Linked DNA regions of Zea mays: regions 2, 3 and 4 are each linked to region 1. The links are chromatin contacts, called in public Hi-C maps. All regions are on one chromosome and are shown on one strand. The core of a region is the stretch at or near the end of the contact, and the rest is flanking DNA. Distances in the headings are between cores, read along the strand shown.

What was found. Hi-C and Micro-C count contacts between places; a contact is called where the count stands out from the background.
Region 2: a contact with region 1 is called in a Hi-C map of leaf, with 4 times the contacts expected there. The contact joins the enhancer-like site here to the promoter of LOC100278658 in region 1. A contact is called at or near these places in 3 of 25 Hi-C or Micro-C datasets (ear, leaf and tassel).
Region 3: a contact with region 1 is called in a Hi-C map of ear, with 5 times the contacts expected there. The contact joins the promoter of LOC103640164 here to the promoter of LOC100278658 in region 1. A contact is called at or near these places in 6 of 25 Hi-C or Micro-C datasets (bundle sheath, ear, leaf and 2 more).
Region 4: a contact with region 1 is called in a Hi-C map of leaf, with 4 times the contacts expected there. The contact joins the promoter of LOC103640243 here to the promoter of LOC100278658 in region 1. A contact is called at or near these places in 3 of 25 Hi-C or Micro-C datasets (ear, leaf and tassel).

The regions. Positions count from the first base shown.
Region 1 is chr1:161,564,126-161,566,749 of Zm-B73-REFERENCE-NAM-5.0, forward strand. LOC100278658 reads left to right here and starts at 1,290. Exons shown (of 11, transcript NM_001151861.2): 1 at 1,290-1,440; 2 at 2,552-2,624.
Region 2 is chr1:162,009,034-162,011,657 of Zm-B73-REFERENCE-NAM-5.0, forward strand. It overlaps LOC732793 (bundle sheath defective 2), which reads left to right. Exons shown (of 4, transcript NM_001112410.1): 4 at 397-625. The coding sequence ends at 484. It also overlaps the pseudogene LOC109941465. Among protein-coding and RNA genes, the nearest start is that of LOC100277962, 10 kb to the right of the region's middle. Within about 2 kb of position 1,283, at least 5 of the 20 cell types and tissues checked have an H3K27ac peak or open chromatin away from gene starts, as enhancers often do. A contact at or near this core is called in leaf, where this site is marked.
Region 3 is chr1:161,184,259-161,186,882 of Zm-B73-REFERENCE-NAM-5.0, forward strand. LOC103640164 (formin-like protein 12) reads right to left here and starts at 1,329. Exons shown (of 18, transcript XM_008662798.4): 1 at 788-1,329. The coding sequence starts at 860.
Region 4 is chr1:161,862,947-161,865,570 of Zm-B73-REFERENCE-NAM-5.0, forward strand. It overlaps LOC103640243, which reads right to left and starts at 1,324. Exons shown (of 6, transcript XM_008662863.4): 1 at 682-1,324; 2 at 50-212.

The sequences.
Region 1 (2,624 bases), core at 40-2,539:
AGTTGTTAACTACAAAGTTTCATAACTTTTAGAGATCTACAACTTTTTTATGGGTTTTCATACGAGGTCATTTGAGAAACTCCTATAGAAACCGTTTTCTACATGCGGTTCCTTAAGAAATCCGCTAATAGAAATCGTGTATTTTTACAGGCGGGTTTCTTAAAAACCGCCTATACAAATACGATTTTTACAGGCGGTTTTTTAAAGAACCATCTGTAAATATTAGGCCACGCCATAGGCATAGAGTTATTTCAAGCATTTCACTTGGTTTTAATTCGTATCGGCTTCTACTGCTTCTACAATGTTTTGTCTTTATGGATTACATTTACAGCAATCCGAACAACCAGTTTTAATTCGAAGCGAACAACTTACTATTTATCAAAGAGAAGATGGTTATGAGATTTAGTTGATATCCGACTGTGTAATCTTCTTCATCTCGGTATTTATCAATCCACCAAATATAGAAAATATAGAGTACTACACATTTACGGTCTAACCCTCTATAAATCTCTTGTGTTAGTAGTTAGACAGTAACCAAGATCATCGTGGCTCCGTCTGTGCTTCTCGCTCTATCTTGGTCCTGGTGTCTTTAGGCGATGACACATTACTAGGACTGTACTAATGTTTCCTTGCTCAAAGCATTCGTATCTGAGTACTGGTATAGTAGTATCTGTTCATATATCTACGTAGTCAGGACACTGTATGCAATACTGAAAAGCCTGTGCACCTCAACCAATGCCCATTTCTATGGCAATCCACACCTGCATACGTTCTCTGGATTCAATTCACAGCTATAAAAGTTGCCTGCAATTTCACAGAGTTTATGCAACAGTTCATATTGATGGTGGATTGTAGCATCCGCTGTTCCCAGCTCTTCCTCCCCCACCAAACTTTGGCCAAATTCATAACCAACCAATTTATGTCAGCAGAAAACAATTTAAAACCATGCAAACCAAGCCTACCCCACACACTGACACACAAGTCACAAAAAGCACGGAAAGGTGCCAAAAGGGAACTTTTTTATTGACGATAAGAAAGAAAGAAGTATGAAAATAAAAAGTAAAAAATCAACTTCAATCAAATATACTGTAGAAAAAAGTTAATGAAACGTTAAAAAAAAGAAGCAACAGAGGCAGGAGGAGAGAGAAAGGCTGCAACCTTGTACTGTAGCCACCTCCATCTTCCCCTCTCCTTCAGTCCCGTCCGCTGTCCCTCTTTTCCACCTTTCCCTCCCTCCCCTGAACCTTCTCAATCTCCCCTCCCCACGTGGAGTATATCACCCATACGCAGACGCCACACGCGCAAGCACATGAACCACCACCATCCCGGCGGCTCCCACTTGCTCTTGCTCCCCTTCCTCTCCTCGCTCTGATCCTCCTCCAGTGCACTGCTCCGTTCCGGCGACCTCGCTGCCGGCCCGGCGCTCCCCGGGGCAGGCGGGTAATGCTTCGTCTCCGTTGTGTGCCTGTCAGCCTGTGTGACGGTTACCTTACCTTGGTTTCATCTGTGCGGAAAAAATCGGAGCCTTCTAACTGTTCTTCGCCGGGAGCGACAGCGACCGGCGAGTTTGTGGCCGGGAATGGGAAGGTTTTTGTTTCTGGGAAGTTCTGAGTGGATCTTTGCTGCTTTTGGCAGGAAAGGGAACGGCTTTATTTGTTGGTCGCGGCGTGTCGGTTTGGCGCGGTTTGAGAGTTCTTTTGGTTCCTTGTTTTTGTTCTTGTTTCTCTGGACGAAACCGGCTTACCGGCAAGCCAAGCTTGGCTTAGCCTTACTGGTACAGACACCTGGAGTTTACCTGTCGAGGCTGGGATTTTTTTTGGCATAAATATGTGTGTTTTCGTAGGCTCCTGCAATGCCGAACAGTTAGTATTTGGGCGATTCAAGGCGGAGAGTGCCTCCGCCTTTGGGATCAGGCTGGGATTCCGATGCGATTCGTAGATGTTCCTATGCTGCTCAGGTGTCCCCCTCTGATCAATCGTGTCAGTTCTTCGGGTACGGAAGAAAAATTTTCGCATAAATTTGTTGCGTTTCGTCTTTGCTTCTTTCAGCTGCCATCCGTGGGGTTTGTGGGGACGTGAGTCCAAGTCTTTCCGATTCTTGTTGGGCCGATTCGTTTTTTTTTCTTCGTTTTCAAACGTCTATTTCTTTTTTCCCTTTTGACAATAACTTCTATATTTTGAAATGTTCTTGGTTGTTGGTTATGATGAAGATTAAGATCCAGGTCTTGTGCTAGTGTCAGACCCTCTACCCATTTTGGGTTCTGTGTTCTTCGCCTCTTGAATGGTTAAACAACTTGTGTTAGTGGCCATTAAGTCAACTTGTTGAGCTGAAGAGTTCAAGGGAGCAATTAAAACCTTGCGGAATCTTTGTATTTATTTATAGTTTTTTTTTAAAATCTGGAGTGCTAGTTGTTTCTGAACACCTACAAAAAGTACTTCCATTCTTATATTTTAGATTCCGTTTTTAGCTGTATGTTGCGCGAAGCAGTTGTCTATATTATGAGCATACATGTGCGATTTGTAATGGTCAAAAAAATGGATTTTGATTGCAGGCTGTCATAGGGAGTGGCCTGCGTGTATGGTGATTGGTAGCCTGGCAGGCCACCAATAATATCTTCTCTCCTG
Region 2 (2,624 bases), core at 33-2,532, 440 kb after region 1:
GCACTTTGGGAGTTTAGAAAGTAGGATGATACAATCCTACAAGTCTAGGAATTGGTAGTGTATTTTACTCTTTTATTTATATAATTTCCTTCTTTAAACTTGTACCATATATTAATATGAAATTTGAATTTTATGCAACAGTACTTTTTTACGGTTTTGCTTAATTATGTTAGACGATTTTTTGCCCCCCACCCCTCATAAATTTTTCTGTCCTTGAGACCATCTATGTATCAACCATTTAGACAAATTAGTCTCCTCTAACGTAAACTCTAACTTACGTTAATAAATCCTTAGACACATATCTGCTCAGTAATAAGTATCTTAATAAATCCTTTGATTCGTTTGAGGTTCAGCAGCTTGTATTGACCCGACTGGTCGTTACTTTTTATGTTGCAGAGGCAAGCGTGAAATCCTATGTGGGAACTGTAATGGTGCTGGCTTCTTGGGTGGATTTCTAAGCACTTTCGATGAAACTGCGCAATAGTCATCGGTTTAGCACTTTCGATGAAACTGCGCAATAGTCATCGGTTTAATTTATGTTTAAGTTACATTGAGGGACCCATAATATATGTATCGTGTTCCATGGACACATAATCATATTATATAAAATAATATTTTTAATGAATACTCCTTCGTCCACTTGATTTGGACGTTCTGGGTTTTTATAGACATGTCATGAGATTGACAAAATGACGTATGTGACCCTACTTCAACTTAATTAAGTGTTACTTACAAGACCGTAAGGGCATGTACAATAGACACTGTTGCATGGTACTCTAAGTATAAGACACAACTAAAACACAATATAATATAGTGGACATGTCTAAAGCATGTGTCTTACCATATTCATTGTACCAATCAGAACATTCAATAAATTAAAGTGACCAATCAGCTAGTCTCCTGCCTCGAACATATAGCTAAGACACTGTGTCTTCGTCAAGATATATGTCTTGAGTTTTTTTATGTTCAACCCTCTGGATACACTCGAAGATACAACTCAAGACACTCATTATACATACTCTAATAAAAAGTAATTAAATAGGACAGGGTCGGATGAGCATGGGAGGCAGCGACGGTAGGGGGCGTTGGCATATGTGAATAGGGGTGTGGTAGGTTCCATTTCGAGAAGTTGCCGATTGGACATAGGGGTTCGATCACCAGCGTGACAAATTTATTGGACAAACGAGTTCGGCTAAAACGATTAAATTAAGCGGATGGATGGAGTAATTTTTAAATGTAGTATTTGTCTGAAAAAAGCAGCCAATTGGTAGCAAGAAGGCCAATGGGCCTGCTACTAGCCCATAAAGGGCTGACTTGTTGATGACGCACGGTTTATATATATACATATATAGAGAGACTTATGTAAATGCGATGGTTGTTTAAACATAATATTTACAATAATACTAACTATAAAGATAATTCGACATATTTTAGTCGCAATCGTTTAAATACTAAGGTGAATGTAAAGGATAAAAAACTCACAATTGTTCATACGTAAAAATTATAAATCTAAGACAAATTGAACAGATTTGATAACACCTAGTTTGGGTATCCGTTGGTAGGTACCACATGGACATCTGCAACGACTTATCCACGAGCTAGTAAGCGAGCTACAACTTGATGTGACAGTCACCTCCATAGCCCCCCTTCTTCAGGTCAAAGATGGGAACATTGTAGCCCTTTTTTTTGAAAATCCAGGAGGGAAGAACCCCTACTGTAGTCCTAGGGTGTGCCGGCAAGGTAGACGCCTCAAGATCGATCTCAGAACCATGCCCATGCCGCATGGTGATGAAGAAGGGATAGTTCGCCCTTAGAAAGAGCGCATGATCTCCCCCAAGTTTGTCACTTGTCGCTGCCAGCGTTGAGCTCGTGAAGCGACATGCCGAGGTCGCGGAAGCTCCTCCTGCCGTCGAATACCAGTCTGCTCACGTGACTCTGCCAACAGTAAATCTGCCCATACTTGTACACACACCTTCGACTTCGTAGCCATGCATGTAGATGAGCAGAAGCCACTGATGCCCACCGCTCGAAGCGGCCAGGTAGAACTTGCGCCGGTCATGGTCGTGCTGGTGGCTGATCTCATCAATCTTCGGTCCCTGAATCACAACGGGTTCCATTGTGGCTCCATCGTCCAGGTGCCACGAGCAAATTCGGCCTAGCTCGTTCATATCGAACAGCTTCCCATCGAGAACATAGCAACGGTGAGGTGGTCGTTAGCGTGCACCAGTGTGTGGCATATTGCGACCTTAAGGATCTTGTGCATGTTATCAAAGATGTAGCTGCTAGCGATGCGGATCTGGAGGTCGTCGTGCACCTCGACTCCACTAATGGTGGCAAACGATGGCAGGCCCTTCAGTCCATGGTCGCCAGTCACCCATGGTTGCTGCCGATCCAGATCTGGCCCTTCAGTCCATCAGCCTCGCTGATTAAGGACTTGCGGTCGTCGCCGTCGTTAAACACGTCGTGCTGGCCAAATGTGCCCACCCCAATGTTGTACTCGATCTCGCAGACATCGAGGTCCAAGCCGGACGTGAGCAACGCGGGCACGCCCGGCCACAAACGTGAATACTTCTCATAGGCCATGGACCAAGGACCAACCCCTGCAGACGACAAGGAAGCAGAGG
Region 3 (2,624 bases), core at 79-2,578, 380 kb before region 1:
ATCCTGTCAGTCCTACTAAGAAGTCACCTAACTGCACTACTGAAAACTCACCAGCAAACAACTGACTCCAAAGTCTGCAACTCAAAGATGCCAATCAGTATCTCTAATCATGTGAAACTTAATTAGATCAATCATGTTTTCAAACATTTTAGCAGCATGGTGGTGCAAGACCAAATGCACTTTCCATTCAAATTTTCTGATAGCGAAGTAGCAGATTAAGTCACGATTGCATTGGTTGTTGATGAGCAAGCATTATTGTATTAGGCATAGACTAAATATCACAGGTCCTCAACTGACCAACAGAAAACCCATCAGCGGGCAACGTGGTATCTATATTCAAACATGTAAGTTACATTTATCAGCCATAAATTTGTAACATTATTTAGCACAAAATGGTCTGCATAACATAGGAACTTCAGAATTATCCTACCTGCACAATTCAACGAGGTTGGTAGCAACGTTACTATCAAAGTGTAGTAATGAAGAAAGAAGAATTGCAGCAACAGTCGAACGCAATGAGCAAACCCTTTTGATAGCCATAGTTCTAAACTTCTAACGAAACTAGAATGGGGCTGCAAAGTCTTCTTTTTCTTTAAATAAAGGCTGCAAAATCATGCTGGCACAGTAAGCTAATGCAGCATGCACGAGGAAGACATGTTAGCTGAAAGGCTGAAAAACAATATCCAGAGAAATATGTTCCGTCACTGAGCGAAATTACAGAATGCAGCTGCGTTTCCGGTGCTAAAATTCCCCAATCGAAGAGGAGGCGCGTGCGGGGTTAGCGTACCGTAGACGCGGTCGGCGATCTCGAGGAGCCGATCCGGCGGCTTCCGGTAGAAGAGCCTCCGGAACAGCGCCATCCCCTTGCGCTTCCGTCCGCCGTCGCCGTCGCCGCCGTCTCCGGCGGCCTGCCCCCGGGTCCACTTGCTCCGCGACGCCCGGGACCAGCCGACAGCACGTTTGCCCGCGGCCAGCCAGCCAGACCGCGGCGGCGGCGCCAGCGATGATCGGGCCCCGTGCTGCCCGGTATCGCTGCCGCCCCAGCGCCCACCCGCCAGCGCCGGCTGACGACACGATCGCCGGCGATCGGGAGCGCCACGCAGCCGCCCGCCCCAGCTCCGGCGCGCGAGTCGCGGGAGGGCAATGCTGCGCGCGGCGGAATTCGGCCAGCTAGGGTTTGCTCTCCCCCCCCTCTCGTTTTTTTTCGCTCGTGCTGCTGAAATTATTTTGGGGGTGTTCGAGGTGGCGGAGGAGGAAGCCAGGGAGGAGGAGCCTGACGCCAGCGCCAGGAGGCGGCAGAGCAGAGCACGCACGATTGCTCGAAACAAAATTCATAACGAGCAAATGCCTCCGCGGATGGATTTTTCTACGGATGACATATGGGGCCGGCACCAACGGGCAACGGTTGGCTGCGGCAGCGACGTGACCGTTGTTGCATAGGGACACGGTGCGCGCCAGCTGCTCGGCGCACGACACCAAGCAGCGCTCGTCTGGTGGGCTTCTTGATGATCGTGGGCCGACTCTGCACTAGTCAGGAGTAGTTGGTCTGGGCCTGTAACAGGAGGATGAATCCAAGTTGGCCTAGCGAAAAGGAGTAGGGATGATAATAGATACGAGTATGGGTAAATAAACACGAATAATTATCCATTGGATATGGGTATGTTGGAATTTGGTATCCGCAGGTACAGCTATCTATGGATATAATAAGGTATCCGCGGATATTTTTTTCGCGGGTACGGATATCCAGTATCATACCCGTTACCCAATTGATATCTAACATGTGGGCCATCCAGATTTATATATTATATTATCATAAATTTTTATTTTCCAATTTTTATCTATAATATGTTGTTTGATGCTGAAATTATCATTTGATGCTACTGGAATGATAATTATTTCGAAATGTGATAAAATTGTTGTTTAGTGTTGAATGCTAAAATTATAGTGGGCGAGTGGGTAACGGGTATCCACTGGATAGCGGGTATGGGTATGGATACAAATCCATACCCGCGAACGTTTATGGGTACGGGTATGGGTTAAGTTTTTTCTCGTGGGTTTAGATTCGCGAACTATATATCCGTGTACTAACCGCCCGATTGTCATCTCTAAATGGGACTCACGCCGCGTTACCTATGCTACGAGTAAGTCTGATGTGTATATCATGCAAAATAGGGTAACATTGTAGACAATATTGTTTATACAATAAAATTTAACATAGGAGATGGAATAAAAGATATGATGGATAAGCTCTTCGAAGTCTCTGAGTCTAGTTTATTAGAAATTCTTCATCTTTTTCTATAATAATAATAATAATAATAATAATAATAATAAAAGAATGGCCCGAATTCATCATAGCTTAAATCATGTCCAAATATGGAATCTGTTTAGAATCTATTTGGATCTCCAGACTAAAATTTGGTCATTCACTGAATTATAGGCTAAATATGGACTAATAAAAAATTCTACTATGTTCGACTCATCAATTAGCCTATACTAATTTTCGTAATACCATGGTTAGTTTATATTTAGGCCTTCTATTTTGCATTCAACTCATAGACTCAAATTTAAGGGGTGTTTGGTTTCTAAGAACTAATTTTTAGTATCTTCATTTTATTTTATTTGGT
Region 4 (2,624 bases), core at 74-2,573, 300 kb after region 1:
ACGAGCATTGGTTCAGAAAACCGCAAGAAGGACATCTCATACTACTTACCAAGTTCTCGGATGCAAAACGACGGTGTCTGAGAGATTCTACGAGCCGACCCTAAAGCTTCTGTATGTGTATCTCCCAAGAAACCGATCTACGAATGCCAGCTTATCAGTTCGTCTTTGTCATAAGCAGAAGAAAAGTCCAGGTAGTGTCAGCAACAAGAGACCTGTAATTTGTCATTTGTAGGACGTCAGGGAATGGGAAGAAAAAGAAGGCGTGAAGGGCCATAAATGCAAGCGACAAAAAATATTGAAGACGAGATCACAAACCACAGCAAACTACAGAGCCAGAAGGATTCCAAATAATGAAGCGCTAAAAATCAGAGCTTTCTGAAAAATCGCAACATCACAAGCACACTGCAAGGATAATATTATCAAACCAAAATCAAGAAAGTTGTCAGCTTTCCCACACTATTATCCAACCAAAACCACAACATCAAAAAGGACACAAATTTTTCGCACAGGCAAAATTTAGGCAGGAGTAGAACATCATATGGCCAATAAGCAGAGGGGAGAACCTCCAAGAACAAGACTTCCGACCCCGAACTCATCCGCTGAAACAATGGCGGCCAGGCCAGAATAGAACAGAGGGAAGCAGCCAAGAACAGGAGATAATCCGTCCCCTCAACTGCTCACCATGTCACGGGGGGGCGAAGCCCACCGGCCGCATTGGAACTGCCATGATCCAACAAAAGATTCCGCCTCTCCCCACTTCCTCAAACAAGGAGACAAGGCCAACCAACCAAACAGCAACACCTATAAACAAGTACTAATTTATCGCCATCCACATGGACAGAGATACAATCCTCCGTCACTAGGCCATGGACGGGAGCAGACCCAGATGCAGACGACGGAGATTAGATTGGCCAGCAGATGACGGTGAGAGGGATCTTCTCCTCCTCGGCTCCCTCTCTCTCCCCTTTCTCTATCTAGTGGAGAAGAAGAGAGAAAATGGGCTTCTCGAAGAACAGGAAAAGTTTGTCAACTTCTGGTCTTCTTATTCTCTGCCGGCTCCTCTTCTCTTGTAGGACGCCCTGGCGGAGTATATTGTTCTCACTCTACCAAGGTTTGGTGGTGGATAGGAGAAGGCATTGATTTTCTTCATCACTTTGCATTGGGGTTCGGGTGCAAAAAGCCATAAATTAGGGGCTTCTCTGTGCCTTTCCCATTCCTCTCTTTTTTTTCCTCCGTGGTGACTGGTGAGTTCAGCTTTTTGGACAATTGCAGACGTGGGTGATTTTCTGCCGATAGATTTGCAAATTTGGCATCGTTCTCATGGGCTGTGAGAATTTACCATTAACTCTATAATTTATAGACACGTATGGACCCATATACTATAGAGACGATTATAACAAAAAAACAAATTCAGCATAGATTTTCAATTATTCCATTCTTTGCCCTCTCACACACACTATCTCTCTTTCCCTCCCTCTAGGAGTGGCTGGAGTGCCTTTCTGACTTTCTCTCTCCTGTGCCTCTGGATTGGAGCATGGAGAAAGGAAAGGCAGGAAGATCATAAATGTAGCAGCACCGCTACATGCACACACCGAACCTGGAAAACCGCAACAGCGTAGTTCTTGTCCCCTAGCTGACCGGTGACAAATTCACAACTAATCACCTGATACCGAAAGGGGTGTCTTAGAGGGTGTTTGGTTTCTAGGGACTAATGTTTAGTCCCTTCATTTTATTCCTTTTTAGTATATAAATTGTTAAATATAGAAACTGAAATAAAGTTTTAGTTTCTATATTTGGCAATTTTAGAACTAAAATGGAATAAAATGTAGGGACTAAACATTAGTCCCTAGAAACCAAACACCCCCTTATCTTGTCGTTGATCTACACATATCAAGTGTTTCTTTCCTCGCTAATTTTGGTTTGGATTTATGTGCAGTGCATAAAGAAAGGCTGGAACAGGAGTCAAAAGCAGGAGCCGTTTCTTCAATTCATTTGTTTCTCCGGCTGCGTAAGCGTAATGGATGGTTTAATGAGAAGTTATGTCATTTTCCTGGACCTGGATTCGAAGGATTCCAATTGTACTCGCGTCCACTGTACTGGTCAATTCTTACAGGCAAGGACGGTCATTTACTAAAATCATTAGGCCATGTGTAACTCCATTTAGGGCCCGTTTGGCAAAGCTCCAGCTCCTGCTTCTTTAGCTCTAGATCCTGATCCTCGTGAGGAGCTGATCCTCCTGATTCTCCTAGAAAATCAGAATCATTTTTAAAACTGTTTGGCAAGTAAACTGATTCTTGTCTTCTGAGAGTTGGTGGTCTGTAGCGATTGTCTGTTTTACTCTTTGCAGTTCAACTTTATTACAAATCAATAAGTAGGATGCATATACGGAAAAATATATGAAACAATAACATATAAAATATTCCCATCATAGTAGTGCATAAAATGGTCTCAAATGTTTAATCCATAAATTGGCTCGTTATGTTTTTGTCCAATGGCAATTGCGGGTAATTTCGATCAAACTTTAAGGGGAGGTCCATATTTGGTTGGTTGAGGAGCTGTTTTAAGGGAGGGTGGAGCAGGTTTTTTTAGATCCCACCTTTCTTCACAAAAAACGACTCCTGATC